Linked DNA regions of Mus musculus: all the other regions are linked to region 5. The links are chromatin contacts, called in public ChIA-PET, HiChIP or PLAC-seq and promoter capture Hi-C maps. All regions are on one chromosome and are shown on one strand. The core of a region is the stretch at or near the end of the contact, and the rest is flanking DNA. Distances in the headings are between cores, read along the strand shown. Region 1 holds the start of Rnf7 (ring finger protein 7). Region 2 overlaps Rasa2 (RAS p21 protein activator 2). Region 3 holds the start of Rasa2 (RAS p21 protein activator 2). Region 4 holds the start of Zbtb38 (zinc finger and BTB domain containing 38). Region 5 holds the start of Xrn1 (5'-3' exoribonuclease 1).

What was found. Promoter capture Hi-C pulls out the DNA fragments that hold promoters and counts their contacts. ChIA-PET counts read pairs in DNA pulled down with a chosen protein or histone mark. HiChIP or PLAC-seq counts read pairs in DNA pulled down with a chosen protein or histone mark.
Region 1: a promoter capture Hi-C map of liver shows a contact between it and region 5, with 3 times the contacts expected there. The contact joins the promoter of Rnf7 here to the promoter of Xrn1 in region 5. A contact is called at or near these places in 4 of 39 promoter capture datasets (the C10 cell line, erythroid cells, liver and 1 more), 4 of 484 Hi-C or Micro-C datasets (CD4 T cells, LSK cells, liver and 1 more), 3 of 115 datasets of contacts at active chromatin or transcription factors (embryonic stem cells, extraembryonic endoderm stem cells and stem cell-derived neural progenitor cells) and 1 of 9 other capture datasets (liver).
Region 2: an H3K27ac HiChIP or PLAC-seq map of microglia shows a contact between it and region 5, with 4 times the contacts expected there. The contact joins the enhancer-like site here to the promoter of Xrn1 in region 5. A contact is called at or near these places in 3 of 39 promoter capture datasets (embryonic stem cells, hippocampal neurons and pre-B cells) and 3 of 115 datasets of contacts at active chromatin or transcription factors (embryonic stem cells, large pre-B cells and microglia).
Region 3: an RNA polymerase II ChIA-PET map of memory CD8 T cells shows a contact between it and region 5, with 8 read pairs. The contact joins the promoter of Rasa2 here to the promoter of Xrn1 in region 5. A contact is called at or near these places in 1 of 39 promoter capture datasets (pre-B cells) and 3 of 115 datasets of contacts at active chromatin or transcription factors (bone marrow-derived macrophages, large pre-B cells and memory CD8 T cells).
Region 4: a promoter capture Hi-C map of liver shows a contact between it and region 5, with 2.5 times the contacts expected there. The contact joins the promoter of Zbtb38 here to the promoter of Xrn1 in region 5. A contact is called at or near these places in 3 of 39 promoter capture datasets (the C10 cell line, liver and pre-B cells), 2 of 115 datasets of contacts at active chromatin or transcription factors (effector CD8 T cells and pro-B cells) and 1 of 9 other capture datasets (pancreatic islet).

Annotation. Positions count from the first base shown.
Region 1 is chr9:96,477,248-96,479,947 of GRCm38.p6, forward strand. Rnf7 (ring finger protein 7) reads right to left here and starts at 1,428. Exons shown (of 3, transcript NM_011279.3): 1 at 1,161-1,428. The coding sequence starts at 1,335.
Region 2 is chr9:96,543,115-96,545,814 of GRCm38.p6, forward strand. It overlaps Rasa2 (RAS p21 protein activator 2), which reads right to left. Exons shown (of 24, transcript NM_053268.2): 21 at 2,475-2,683; 22 at 1,674-1,777; 23 at 1,165-1,351. Among named protein-coding and RNA genes, the nearest start is that of Gm28729, 19 kb to the left of the region's middle. Within about 2 kb of position 1,342, at least 67 of the 459 cell types and tissues checked have an H3K27ac peak or open chromatin away from gene starts, as enhancers often do. A contact at or near this core is called in microglia, where this site is marked.
Region 3 is chr9:96,630,081-96,632,780 of GRCm38.p6, forward strand. It overlaps Rasa2 (RAS p21 protein activator 2), which reads right to left and starts at 1,423. Exons shown (of 24, transcript NM_053268.2): 1 at 1,284-1,423. The coding sequence starts at 1,413.
Region 4 is chr9:96,718,540-96,721,239 of GRCm38.p6, forward strand. Zbtb38 (zinc finger and BTB domain containing 38) reads right to left here and starts at 1,311. Exons shown (of 3, transcript NM_001359959.1): 1 at 1,247-1,311.
Region 5 is chr9:95,953,486-95,956,185 of GRCm38.p6, forward strand. It overlaps Xrn1 (5'-3' exoribonuclease 1), which reads left to right and starts at 1,275. Exons shown (of 42, transcript NM_001311130.1): 1 at 1,275-1,458. The coding sequence starts at 1,384. It overlaps Gm16794 (a long non-coding RNA gene), which reads right to left. Exons shown (of 3, transcript XR_871036.3): 1 at 1,143-2,700.

The sequences.
Region 1 (2,700 bases), core at 178-2,677, 520 kb after region 5:
ACAAAGTGAGTTCCAGGACAGCCAGGGCTACACAGAGAAACCCTGTCTCGAAAAAACCAAAACAAACAAAAAAGATTTATTCATTATTTGTTTTTAAGATGGGGTCCCACTACTTAGCCTTGGTTGTGTAGACCAGGCTGGCCTAAGGCGCACAGAGATCTGTTTATCTTTGCTTCTCGAGTACTAAGTTTAAAGATATCACCACACCTGGCCAGAATAAAATTTCTAAGCAAAGCTTGTGCTGCCTCTGCCCCCATGCCTCAGCCTCCCGAGTGCTGGCATTTCAGACATTCGCAACCACACTCAACCCTAAAATGGAAATCACTGCCCAGCTCCTAAGCAAGGATGAGGGGTGGAACAGCTGGATTTTAGTGTTTTAGTCAAATCAGATTCTACATAGAAACTAGTGTCTGGGTCTACAATTAAATGTAAAAAGTAAAGTTTGGGAGCCCTGATGAAGCAAGTCCAAAGACAAAGAATAGACTGTGGAATCTCTTGATGCTACGTTTAAAGTCTCAAAGCCAAGAAACGCGCACATTTTCAAACTGCAGAAATCTATTTCAACTACTCCCCAGTCGCCCTGTAAAGCAACCTCACAGTAATCTAAAATTTTATGTTTATGCTACCTGCATCTGGGTTTGCATACCAAATGTGCCTAATGCCCTCAAGGGCCATAATGGGGTGCTGGAGTTATTGGAACAGGAGTTAGAGGGTGGTGAGTTGCCATGTGGGTGTGGAAAATCGAACCCGGGTTCTCTGTTAAGAACAAGCTTGTGCTCTTAACTGTGGAAACATCTCTCCGGTCACTGAGCCTCATTTCGGTTATGAGACAGAATCCGTATAGTGGCGCAGGCTCGCAATTTCCAGTTTTTGGGAGGTGCGCCCTCCTGGGTTCTAAGCCAACCTCGGCTAAATGGGCAAGCTCTAATCCTGAGGAACGTGAGAGCATCTCAAAGACGAACATCCCAACCCTCAGATCTACGCGAGGGATCCGCTGGGAGATTTGCTGGCCGCAGGGCCGGAGGTTCCCCTCGGGTATCCCGGTCACGCCCCCTCCCCCCCGCCCCCATAGGAACCATCCCGTGTCTGGCGGCCCGGCCCGGCCCAGCACTCGCCGGCTCGGCCCAGCTCGCGGTCCCGGCTTCGCCTGCATCGCTTACCCATCACCTGGACCCTGCAGATGGCACAGGTATCGCACTCAACGTCCCAGCTCCACATGGCTACCGCGTTCCACTTCTTGAGAGAGAACATCTTGTCGCCTCCCGACTTGGAGCCTGCGCTCCCGGAGTGCGAAGAAAGGACGCAGGGTTCCTCGCCGTCCTCCACGTCGGCCATGGCGGCGGCGCAGAACGGCGACGCGGACGTTGGGCGCGGAGGCGGGAGGTACGGTGGCTCAGCGGGGCCACAACACACGCCACGGAGCCTCCCGCAGGCACGGGCGGGCGGGCGGAGCCAGACGGCGATGATTGGATGGCGCGCGCCAGTGACGTCACGAGGGGCTGGGCAAGGCCTGTACAGAGAACCCCAGCGCTTGCTAAAGTGGCCAAAGGCCAGTTGCTGTAGGGCAGGCCCGGGTCAGTAAGCGAGCATTGTCTGGAGTTACATTGTATTAAACTCGGGGGAGTCTCAGAAATCACATCGTCCCTGTCTTCATTTGTCTCCTTTCTCCCAAATGTAAAACTATCAAGAGTAGGGACAGAATTCTCATCACTGTAACCTCCGTATCTTACAAAATGGTTGGCCTTGAATTCAGATTCATTTATTTATTTATTTATTTATTTATTTATTTATTTATTTATTTATTTATTTTTGGTTTTTCGGCAGCCGGGCGTGGTAGCTCACACCTTTAATCCCAGCACTCGGGAGGCAGAGGCAGGCGGATTTCTGAGTTCAAGGCCAGCCTGGTTACAAAGTGCGTTCCAGGACAGCCAGGGCTATACAGAGAAACCCTGTCTCGCAACAAGCAAGCAAGCAAGCAAGCAAGCAAACAAACAAAATATATGTTTTTTTAAACTTTATTTTATGTGCATTGCTGTGAGGTGTCAGATTCCTTGGAAAGGACCTGGAGTTACAGACAGTTGTGATCTGCCATGGAGGTGCTGAGGATTGAACCCCGGTCGTTTGGAAGAACAGACCATGGTTTTAACCACTGAGTCATCCCTCCAGACACTACATTTGTTTGTTTGTTTGTTTGTTTGTTATTGTTCTCAGGTGACAGAGAATAGGTAAGCAGAAGGGCAAGAACGCAATGCTTAAGCAAATGTGTGCTGGGGAGAAAGCAGAGTGAGCCAGCCAGGGAAGGGCCAGGCAGTGGGCCCCTGGGACTGTGGTTAGGTCCCTCCCACCAGGCTTTGTCTCAGATCACTTGGCCAGCATTGAAGGAAAGCTTGGATGAAAAAGCAAAACAAATGTTCCTGCCTCGTGCTCAGCTCACGTCCACCGCCATCCTTCAGGCTACTCTTACCAACGGGGGTGGTGGTGTCCATCCTTACCGGTTAAGCCAATTAGAAGTATATGGGGCAGTGGCCGTGCACACCTTACTCTGAGCACTTGGGAGACAGCAGCAGGTGGATCCTTGTGAGTTATAAGGCCAGCCTGGTCTACAAATCAAGTTTCGGGCAACCAAGGCTACACAGAGAAGCCTTGTCTCGAAAAACAAAAACAAACAAAAAAGTACGAGTCCTTTATTCGTGCAGGACC
Region 2 (2,700 bases), core at 92-2,591, 590 kb after region 5:
GCATGGATTATAAGGTACAATTTAAGAATGGCCAAGCCTTGGCTAGGAACTTCAAAGGACTTCAGGAAAACTAGATTAACTTTTGTTGGAAGATACTCAATTATACTAAAGAAGAAAATACAGAATTAAGATGTTTACAATACAACCTTCATAATGTGCCAAGCTTTCTACCAAGGAAGAATGTATTTATATCCACAAAATTGATTTTTCTTATTCAGAAATATAAAAGTACCGACCAACATAAGACTATTTAAAATAGTGTAGCAAGGACTTGGAGTCCTCACACTAACACTATCTTTGTGCATTTTAATTTTCTACCTGTAAAGTAGGAATGAAACCATGCTAGGCTGTATGAGCATCAATGACAGGAGCAGACACTGCATTGCCAGCAGACACCGTGAAGGACACTGTTGTTTGCCAGTCCATCTACTGTACTGCCAGCAGGTCCCTGGTCACACTGAGTGCTGCGTGTCAGAGAGTGCTGGAGGGTTACAGCTGACACATTTCTTTCCTCACACTAGGGAGGAAAGAGTCTTTTCTTTTTCTCCCTGTAAACATTATCTTAAAGAAGACAATGGGGCTCTGAGCTACTGTGGCTCCTCTGATGGTGAGAAGAAGAAAGGCGAGATTTAGATGATCCCAGTGACAATGACCGCATCTCAGTGACAGTGCTCAGTGATGCACTAACCCACTGGATTAGCTTGGTCTTCACTGTGGAGACTGAAAACCTCCCTCGAGTCTGCTACGGCTCCTGGGAGGAATCCAGCTGCCGGTGTCCTGAGAGGAACACGTCCCACGGCATGCCAGCTGCTGCTGTCCTTAGCCAGCGCATTCTCTTCATCTGAGATGTAGCACTTGAAACCAACCTTCAAATGCTTCTATGCACTGTTATGGCTTACTTTTTTTTTTTTTTTTTAGTATTTATTATAAATATAACATATTGTGAGAAATATAAAGGAGACAACAAAAAGAAAAAGCTATGAATTATTCAGAGTGAATTACAACTGACCACGACATTCAAAGCAGTGATGACGCTCAGCACTGACAGAAAGGATGGCTGGCCTGCGGCGGCCGACCAGGAGAGGGAGTGGGGGAGGCACGCACGCGCACGCGCACGCGCACGCGCGGGCCCTGATAGGCGGGAGCAGAGCCCAGGAGACTTACTTGCTTCCGTATTTTGCACTACTCGATCTTTTCTTTCTGTATTTCTCATGAGGTTCATCGAGCTTCTCTATGGTGCTTTTGATTTGCTGAATTGTCTTAAAGGTTGCAACAGAATCCTCAATGGTGAACTTAGAATAACCAGGTTCTTTCTGTGGCCCCTGATACACAGCTATAGACCCACAGGTCTCTGTAAGGAACAGTGAAATCTCTGATCAGAAAACTAAATTCCACAAGTGTAATCTGTAGTGTAATTTAAAAAACTTTGAAGTTTTTAAGTGAGTTTCTTTGACAAGAGCACAGGTGACTGTATTATAACAATTTACTGAACAATCACATTTACAAAGAATAATTATTTAATTTCATGAATAGATAAAGATTAATGCCTCCTTTGAGGGTTTGTAAACTTCACTATCAGTAACAGGAAATCTATAAATATTTTTAACTTTTTAAAAAGTCAAAGAAATAACCTAGAAATTAATAATGAAAACTAATGGTTTCATTTTGTTTACCTTCCATTTTCTGCAGCTTAAGTAAACTGAGGGTAAAAATAGAATAAATTCTTTCTGTTTCTCTGTCTTCATCGATATCTATCTGGATGTCTGCAGGGATGCCTCTATGATAAGAAGAAAATTAAAGACATTGGAAAAATTCTTTGTTAACATTAGAAATGAATCAAGACTAAAACTAGAATTAGAATTTTCTAAAAGCGGCTTCAGAAATTAGTTTCCGAGATACTTCAACAGGATCACAAGGTCTGGTTGTTAAGGACTCAAGTCTTGAAAAAGATTTTGAAGTAAAATCATAAAAAATATTTTTAATGTATATGTGTATATCTGTGTGTGTGTGTGCGCATGCGTGCGTGCCTATACATGCCTCTGCAGAGGCTAGAAGACGGTATCTGATCTGTGCTCTGGAGCTGGTGTCACATGGGTTTTGGAACTAAACTTGAGTCTTCTTTCTACAAGAACAACAAGCACTAACTGCTCCCCAGTCCCAATAAACATATATATAACCTATAGTTGTTCACCGAACAATGCATCAATCTAGCCCCTGGGCACCACTAACTTACAGTTGTGTCTATAGAAATTTACTTACTCTCTGTATTTTAATTTTTGTGGTACTAGAATTAAACCAAAGCCCCTGTGTGTGTCAGGTGAGAGAGACACTCTACCACTGGGCAACAACCCAAGCCTTTCTAGACACGGTTTATAGAAATGTCTTCAGCACCGTGCGGCCTCTGTCCAGCTACTTCTACATAGCGTCTGTCATGCTCTCACACCCACGCCCGCATGCAGTCATGAGTTACTCACGCGGTGCACGGCTTGCAGCCTGGTGTGCTTTCACTCGTCTCCTGGCAGCAGAGCCAGTTTCCGTTGAGATACGCTGAGGGGTGGAAAGAGCTGAGCCTGTTGTGGTTGCATCTGCTCACCCTGCACAGGACATCTATCCACTCATTGGCTTCCACACAGTTGTTTGCTTGGATGTACAGCGTTTTCTCTGTATGTATCACTTGGAACATCTTTATTGCAAATTAAA
Region 3 (2,700 bases), core at 173-2,672, 680 kb after region 5:
ACACCCACTGCTCTGGTGTAATTTCCCAAGTTTTAATACTTAAAAGTGTCTGAATTGGGAGTCCCAGGATGACGTCAGGGAATTGAAAAGTAACATTTAACATGCTTGCTCCTGGGGTTTTAATAAAATTCCAAATCCTTGAAAGGGGAGTAACATCAAAAACTCAAGTGGGAGAATCCAAAAGAAGCATCGAGATTTAAGAATTAAAGTTTATACTCTGCCAAAGAAAGAGCAGTATCAGCCATTCTAACACAATTGAATTTTCAACATATAAAATATCTCTTATAGCCAGGCATTATTTAGGAGACCGATTTCATTCTGGGGATAAAATAATCTGAATTAAAAAAGGTTTTCAACTAAAGTAACAATAAACTCTACTGATTCGCCAGTCATACAGTGAAAAGGGACCATCTCAATAAGCTGGGGGAAGTCGATCTAATATCAAAGGGTCGTTTTAAAGAGGAAGGATAGCAATGACAAACGAACTGGCCCGTCTCTGAGTAAGAGTCTACACTCATCGGTGCGGCTCTCACAAATGCACGGGAGAGAATCAAGTGGGTTGAGCGCGGACTGGATGACTGAGTTTTGAGACCTGCTCACAGGAAGCCACTACATCCTGCCCCAAGTCACCGTCAGTCACGCCGGCTCTCGATTCAAGTCCCCGCCGCGGCAAGGTGGGGCGGGCACAGGTGTCCCGCCCGAGCTCCCCGGGCGCCCCGCTCGCCCGCGCAGCCTCGCCCACCGGAGCCCCCGCCACCGGCTCCCGCAGTCCCCAGCGCCCGCCTCAACCTCGCACTGGCAGAGGAGCCCCAGGGAGCTCACACCCCCTCCTCAGCCCGCCGCCCGGCCCGGCCCGGCCCGGCCCCGCCCCGCCGCAGCCGGCCTCCCTCCCTCCTCCAGCCGCGCCTCCCTTGTAATTACCACGGGGCTCCCACCTCGGGCCGCTCCCGTCGTCCGCGGCCGCCCGCAGGCCTGCGTCGGAGGGAGGCCGGAAACTCCGCGCGCCCCCGGCCGCGCCCCGGGCTCCCGCGTCCAGGCCGCGCTCCAGGCAGCGCCCCTCGCGCCGCGCCGGTCCGGTCCGCGCGTGCAGGTCCTCACCCCGCTCGCTCCGAGGGGGAGCCCCGACCCGCGCCGGGCAGTCGGTCGACGCGGCGCCTCCCCCCAACACACCCCCATCCAGTCTCACCAGTCCCGGGCGGCCGCCGGTGCCGCCACCCCCGCGCGTGCCCGCCGCCCACCCTCCGCGCCGCCCCGGGGGTCCCCTCAGCCCCGGCCCCGCTTACAGATCCTGCCGCGCAGGCTCTGCAGCACTCGGACCTCACGACTGTCCTCGTCTCCCGTCTCCGGGTCTGCGCTGCCCGAGACGGCCGGCGCCTCGGGAGAAGCCGCCGCAGCAGGCGCTGCCGCCGCCATGGTGCCGCCCGGCCCCTACCCCAGCCCTACCGCCTGCGTAGCCGGGCAAGGCGGAGCCGGAGCGAGGCCTAGGCCGGATCGAGCCTCGCTGTAGCCCCGCCTCGGCCTCGGGCTGACTCGCCCCGCCCCTCGCGCCGTGCCCGCCCTGCATCCGCCTCGCCTTGCCTCCCTGGGCAAGTCGCGAGAGGCGCTCTGAAACCCCCACAAGGAGGAAAACCCTGGCCCTGCTGTGATCCCCAGAACCCTGAGAATTGGACGTCCCCCACGAACGGACCTCTAGGTCCCCAGATGCTCAAGGAAAAGAAAAGTCCCCAGTCAGAATGACTCCAGGTTCCAGGAAAAAGTTTGGCATTTTGGCAAACGTCAAGAGATGTATTAGAGACTCTTCCAGCGGTGTCTAGATGCTCCCGCAGTGCGGCACGTGGGGGACAAACCACATACTCAACCTTTGCTCTGGGAACATTGCTCTGCAAAAAGTTGGGTCAAGAAAAGGACCACAGACTCCGTCCAGTCCTGTCTGAGACCCAGAGAAATTTTGAGTTTATCACCAGTTTTGCATTTCAGAATCGGAACGGTGACCTCTTTCCCACTCCCAGAAGCAGGCTTTTTAGAAAGTAGATTGGCCCTGGGAAGTTTGTAAATCTTCAACTAGTTGTTGCCACTATCTTAAGGGAACTATTTACAGTGAGTAAACTGTGTGGATAACACCCTGGTATGTGAGGAGAGGGATGATTTCCTGGTCCTGAGGTTTAACTGCGCTGCCCTAAGAAGGAAGAAACTGATTTAATAGAGCAGGGTTGTTCTTTGCCAGGTGCTAGAGTCAGCCAGTCAAGGAATGTTTTCAGACATATAGGAATGGCCCTAGGGCAAAAAGACGGGGCAGAAGGCGCCAAGACCATGAGCACCTCAACCTGGAAGGGCACACAGAGAGAAGAAGCAAGTTGTGGAAACAGAGTCAAGGAGAGCCTGCCTGGGAAGAGTGAACAGACGACAAGCAAGCCCAGAAGCCACTTGTGCCAAGGCCAGTCAGGCAGACGGAGTGACCTAAGCTTGCTGGATGTCTTAGGCTACCGAGCAATACTTCCAGTCCAGCTGGTGATGCATGAGGGTGCCCCTTGTCCTGTACCATACAGCCTTGGAGAAAGTGAGCTTACCTCTCCTTCCAGGCATTTTGTTGTTTCAAACAGAAACTCCAAATGGTATTTCCCTTTCTTTCCAAATCAGAGCTCACACACCACAGGCCAGAGACTGGCTTTTTCTATTTTAAAACGTTTAATGCTTTATTGG
Region 4 (2,700 bases), core at 61-2,560, 770 kb after region 5:
CGGATGGGTAAATCTCCGTAACACCCCTCAGCTGTAGGGAACAGTTCCCCATTTTACAGCTGCAAACAGTGCCGTGAACCTGTTTCTGGAGGTCACCCTGGGTGAGTGTCGGGATTCAAACCCAGGTTAACATCAGCACAAACCCAGTCTGATTTGGGTGCAAAATCCCCACCACAGAACGCTAAATTGGAGTCTTAAAGGCTTTTTTGACAGTGACCCATTTTATTACAAATGATGTTATATAAGCCAAAGGCTTCATTAAACTATGCTTATCTGTACTGTGTGCAACGGTTACTTTTTCTAGTCTTTTCGCACTATATATTCTAATCTTTTCAAAATTTTCAGCAATGACCCATCAAAGGAATTCTAATGCGTGTTTGGTCCTGGAAAAACACTGGTAGAAGGCCTATCATCCTAGCAGTCAGTCAACCGCTGCAAGTGGCAAGTTCGAAACCAGCTTGGGCTAACCTATTAACCATTCTAGGCTCCTTAACCAGACCCTGTCACAAAACACAAACTCTGCTCTTTGATCTTAGCTACTGTAAGACGCTATAAGTTTCTCTGAAACCACAACAAAACGAGTCTTTCCAGCCACGCGAACCAGAGCAAGCACTTGAGCTTCCCAATTAGGTGAATGCCCTTTAACCTTTCAAATATGCATACGCAACATAAACGGTTATCATTTAGAACCGATCATTACAAGGGTTTTCCAATCAGGCCCAATATCCAGAATGGGAACCAGGCACTTACCCACCGCAAAGCAGGAGTTATAAAGTGGAAGCGCAGACAGATTAAAATCTCAGGTTATTTATCAGCTAACCTGCAAAGAGGTGTCTAAAGGCTGACTGTTGAATTGTCCCAACGGACAGACGGCTGCAGCAAGCAGGAGCAGGAGGCCAAGGCTGCAACCCCTGGAGGCAGGGCCCTGCCTTTGAACATCCGGTTCAATTCCAGGGGCTTGGTGTCGCACTAGGATCTCATCGCGAACGGGTAGGGTCAGGAAGCAGCCCGGGTTTGCGCTTCACCGGAGGGGAGGCGCGACAGTCCCGAGCCCCAGGTGCGCGTCACTCCCCGCTGCCCCCCTGCAGCCGAGCCTGGTGGGGCGGGACGCGGGCACCTGCGGACGCTGGCTGCTCCGTAGGCTCCGCTCCGCTCCGCGTCCGCTGCAGCCCGGCGCGAGCGCTGCCCACCGGCTCCCGCCTCCCCACCTCCACGCCCCGGAGTCGCGCGGACCCCGCGCACTTACGGGGCTCCGCTCCGCCGCCCGCGCGCTTCCCGCGGGGTCCATGGCGCTTCCGGACCTGCGAGTCCGGCCGCAGCGCCGCCCAGAAAATGGACGCCGGCGGCTGGGCCCGGACGCCCCGGTCTGCCCCTGGTGCAGTGCAGGCCGGACGGTCGCTCGACCTCGGGCGCCGACGCGCAGGGCTTCCGGGACGCTGCAGGCCGCGAGGCTCCCGCACCCCCCGGCGCCACTGCGGCAGAGCCAGGCTCGCACAGATGCTGCGCAGCCACCGAGCAGGCCCCGGGCACCCTATGCAGTTTTAACCCGCACCAAATTCTGAGAACAGGGTGTCACCTGTGCTTTCTCATGGCTGTCAGGGGACGCCTGGATTATTTCCCACCATGGTATAAGAACTGTTTCATGCAATGAAAAAAATAAAAGCCACCGACTGCCCGCTGACATCCTTCCCACACAGATTCGCAGTGTGGCACCTACTGCCCCACGCACACCTAAGTGCAGGTGTTTGTTTTGAACCATCCAGCATTGAGTCTTTAGTATTTTTTGTTTGTTTTTAGTTTTTGATTTTGTGTGTGTGTGTGTGTGTGTGTGTGTGTGTGTGTGTCCTTTGGAAAACGACTCGCTCCCTGGCAAAACCTTAAGGTTTTGAAAAAGGGTATTTTCCTGGAATACAGTACTTGCCATTTATGCACCCCAGTTCCTTGACCAAACATTAAGAATATGATCATTTTGGTGAGCTGAGTAGATTTTTAATACTATATGCAAAGTAAAGCCCCATAAACGATGCAGGAAGAATGGTGTCACTTAAAAAAATGCAGAGTTGTGAAGGCTGACAGGTTGGGCAACGTGCATACACATGTAACGAGCAGTTCCCGACCTTCTCGATGCCAAACACCCTTTTATTCTCTCGCTCCATAGGCCAGTGTTCACAGATTAACTCCACTAAACTGCATGTATTAAGTAATGATTCATCTTCCCCTTAAAAAAAAAGGGAGCTTGAATGTTTTTGTCTACATAACTGCCAATGAGAACTTCCACAAGACCTGATCTAACTTGTTGGCAATGGTAGATACCAGCCTTAAAAAACAAAACTGAAGAAACTCGTGGTCTAATTGCCTGTTTGTGTTTCCATTGAGGCTTTTAGAAACTCTGAAGATGATTTTAAAATTCGGGAAAACTGGTGCACAAAGACTGGGAAGTCTGTAAGCTGTATGGCTGTGGCTGATTCCCTGGGACCGGTGGGAGGTAGCGGGCAAGGTTGGTTGGCCTTCTGGATTCAGCAGGCCTGTGTTGACAGCCTAGGTTTGTTGCTATGTACGGCCACTTCTCTGACCTTCAGCTTTGGTACCTAACATGCAATATGTTTTAGTATTAATGTCTACCTCCTAGGTGATTTTTTTAAATTGAATTAAATAATACACGTGGATCATTTACAATAGCACCTAGCATTGTAAGTGCTC
Region 5 (2,700 bases), core at 25-2,524:
CTTTTTGAATTTTGTTGGTTTCTTTGTTTTGAAACAGGGTATCAAAAATTGTGGATGAGGGGAGTAACCCAGAGTCTTGAAATGGTGGGAAATTACTCTTTCCCACAATACAACTCACAGACTTTAACAAGAAGGAAGGCCCAAGTGTGGATACCTGAAATCCACCTCGAAGAGGAATAATAATCATGGGAGGCAGAGGGAGGAAATTGGGTCGGAGAGGTGAGAGGAAGGGGAAAAGAAGGGGCGGGATCAGGTATGGAAAGGAGGGATGCCCAGAGGGCCAGGAGAATTAATCAACATGCAGCAGTGGAGGTTAGGGCCCATGGGGAACCTCTAGAAAGTCCCAGAGATCTGGGATGTGAGAGGCTACTAGGACTCAATGGGGATGACCTAAGCGGAAATGTGAGGTGGAAGCAGATGGGGGAGCACCCTCTCAGAGTTGGGAGGAGGGCTTAAAGAACTCCGGGAGGGGGAGTCAGGATGGGGGGGGGGGTTGGAATGTAAATAAAGTAATTTAATAAAAGATATAAAGAGGAAAACTATAAAACTCTTTAAAATATTAGAAAATTAAAACTCTTCTGTAGGTTTACATTACTCAGAGAATTACTCCTCTCACAAGCTAACCAGACTTTTTCAAGTCCACATTGAAAAATAGTAAATTTAACGATCCCACGAGGGACAAGCCCACAGTACAAAAAGCAAGTGTCCAATACCTTTCTTACTAGGGTTTCTATTACTGTTATAAGCACCATGACCAAAAGCAACTTAGGAAGGAAAGAGTTTACTTGGCTTACACTTCCACATCACAGCCCATCATCAAAGGAACTTGAGGCAGGAACTGAAGAAGCTCTGAAGGAATGTTGCTTTCTGGCTAGTTCACTCAGCCTTTTTCACATACCGAAAGACCACCGGCCCAGGGGTGGCAGCAGCACACATTCAGATGGGCCCTCCCGCATTGATCAGTAATCAAAATATTCCCACAGGCCAATTTGGAAGCAGCGTTTTTCTCAGTTGAGGTTTCTCTTTCTAACGACTCTGCCATGTTTCAAGTTAACATAAAGCTAACCAACTGTCTCTTAAACGTTCTTATACCATCCGCAAGTCCACACCTCAATCAACTGGCATTTTAAACCTGAGCTCACCTAATGCGCAAATCACACCTCTTGCGCTGTCACCAACGAGTATGGAAGAGCGAGGCAGCGGGATAGACAGGACCCACCGCCCACCAGCGCCGTCCTGCCCCTCTAGGCCCACGGTTTGCTCTATGGTCTGGCGGACCTTGTGTTGTCATCCTCCGAGCGACGGCCGGAGGCGGCGGCGGAGGCCCGGGCGGGGTGTTTGGTTTCGTTTCTGCACCGACTGGAATTAGTGTCGACGGTCAAAATGGGAGTCCCCAAGTTTTACCGATGGATCTCGGAGCGGTACCCCTGCCTCAGCGAAGTGGTGAAGGAGCATCAGGTGGGTGAGCTCAGGCCGCGGCGCAGAAAGCGGGCCCGCGGGCCTCTCTGCGCTGTGGGACCCCGGCCTTCCAGCTGCCCGCGGTGCAGGTCAGCGGCCGAACGGGGGGAAGAGAAGGGGAACGGAGGCTTGGCGGCCCCCGGGTAGCCGCACCAGGTAGAGGCAGGTCAGAACAGAGTGGCTTGCGGCAGGTCTGAGCTCCCCCTGGGAAGGCACTCCAGGACTTGCAAAGGAGCCCTTGGTGGGAAGGCTTTTAAGGAGCCCTCTCTGTCCTCCTGGGAACCGGACCTGGAGCTTCGCTTTAGGCTGCGAAGCTGTGTGGGACGACTTCTCGGGTCCCTCATCCCAAGCAAAGCAACAGACGGTATACAAGCACTAACGTCCCCGTGGTGGAATCGCGGAGCACTCCAGCTGTGAAGAGCTGCATTTAACCTCAATGCCTGGACCGGTTGCTGTAGCTAGCTAGTGTCTTGGGTTTGTGATACTTTTTCATGCTCCCGTTAGCCCCCAGACAGGACCGACCCCCCTATTGTCTAAACGAACAAAACGTTTAGATGGAGCGCAGGGATGGGGCGGGGAGGTGGGGGGAATGGTGCTTAAAGGCTTTAGTATGGCAGAAAGATCTCGAAACATTATTACTAACACTTAGTGTATAATGACCCTACAGCAGCGGGTTTTTTTTTTTTTTGAGTTCTAAAAGTGTGTATTTGTATATTTATATATACTATATACTAGAATATATCTGCATGTTTGAATGACGGAGGAGAGAAACCAAATGTTCTAATAGGTAAACTAGACTTTGAATGATAATGTAGTATGTCACATTTAATGACTTTGGTTTACAGAAAAAAAAAACTCGTTTTTGAAATTTGTATACTTAATAAATTATTTGTGATAAGTAGCACTGTATTAATACTGGAAGTTGTCAATTATGTGGGGTTTTTTTTTTGTTTGTTTGTTTTAAGGTACTTATAAGGTTAAAGATAGAATCCAGCCTCTGGAAAGGATTCTTTTGATATTAACTTCTAATGAAAGTTGGCATATAAAAGAAACCTTATAAAAAGTTCGAAAATGCTGACTTGTCTTCCCCTTATTTTAGTTAAGATTAGATGGTATGAATTTGGTTGACTTAAATTTAGATGGTATTTATTTTCAGGGAGAAAAGTGAAAATGGAGGCATTGTTTTTCTTTTTCAGGATCTTTAATCAATAAATATTTTCTAGCCTAATGTGTTCAATAACA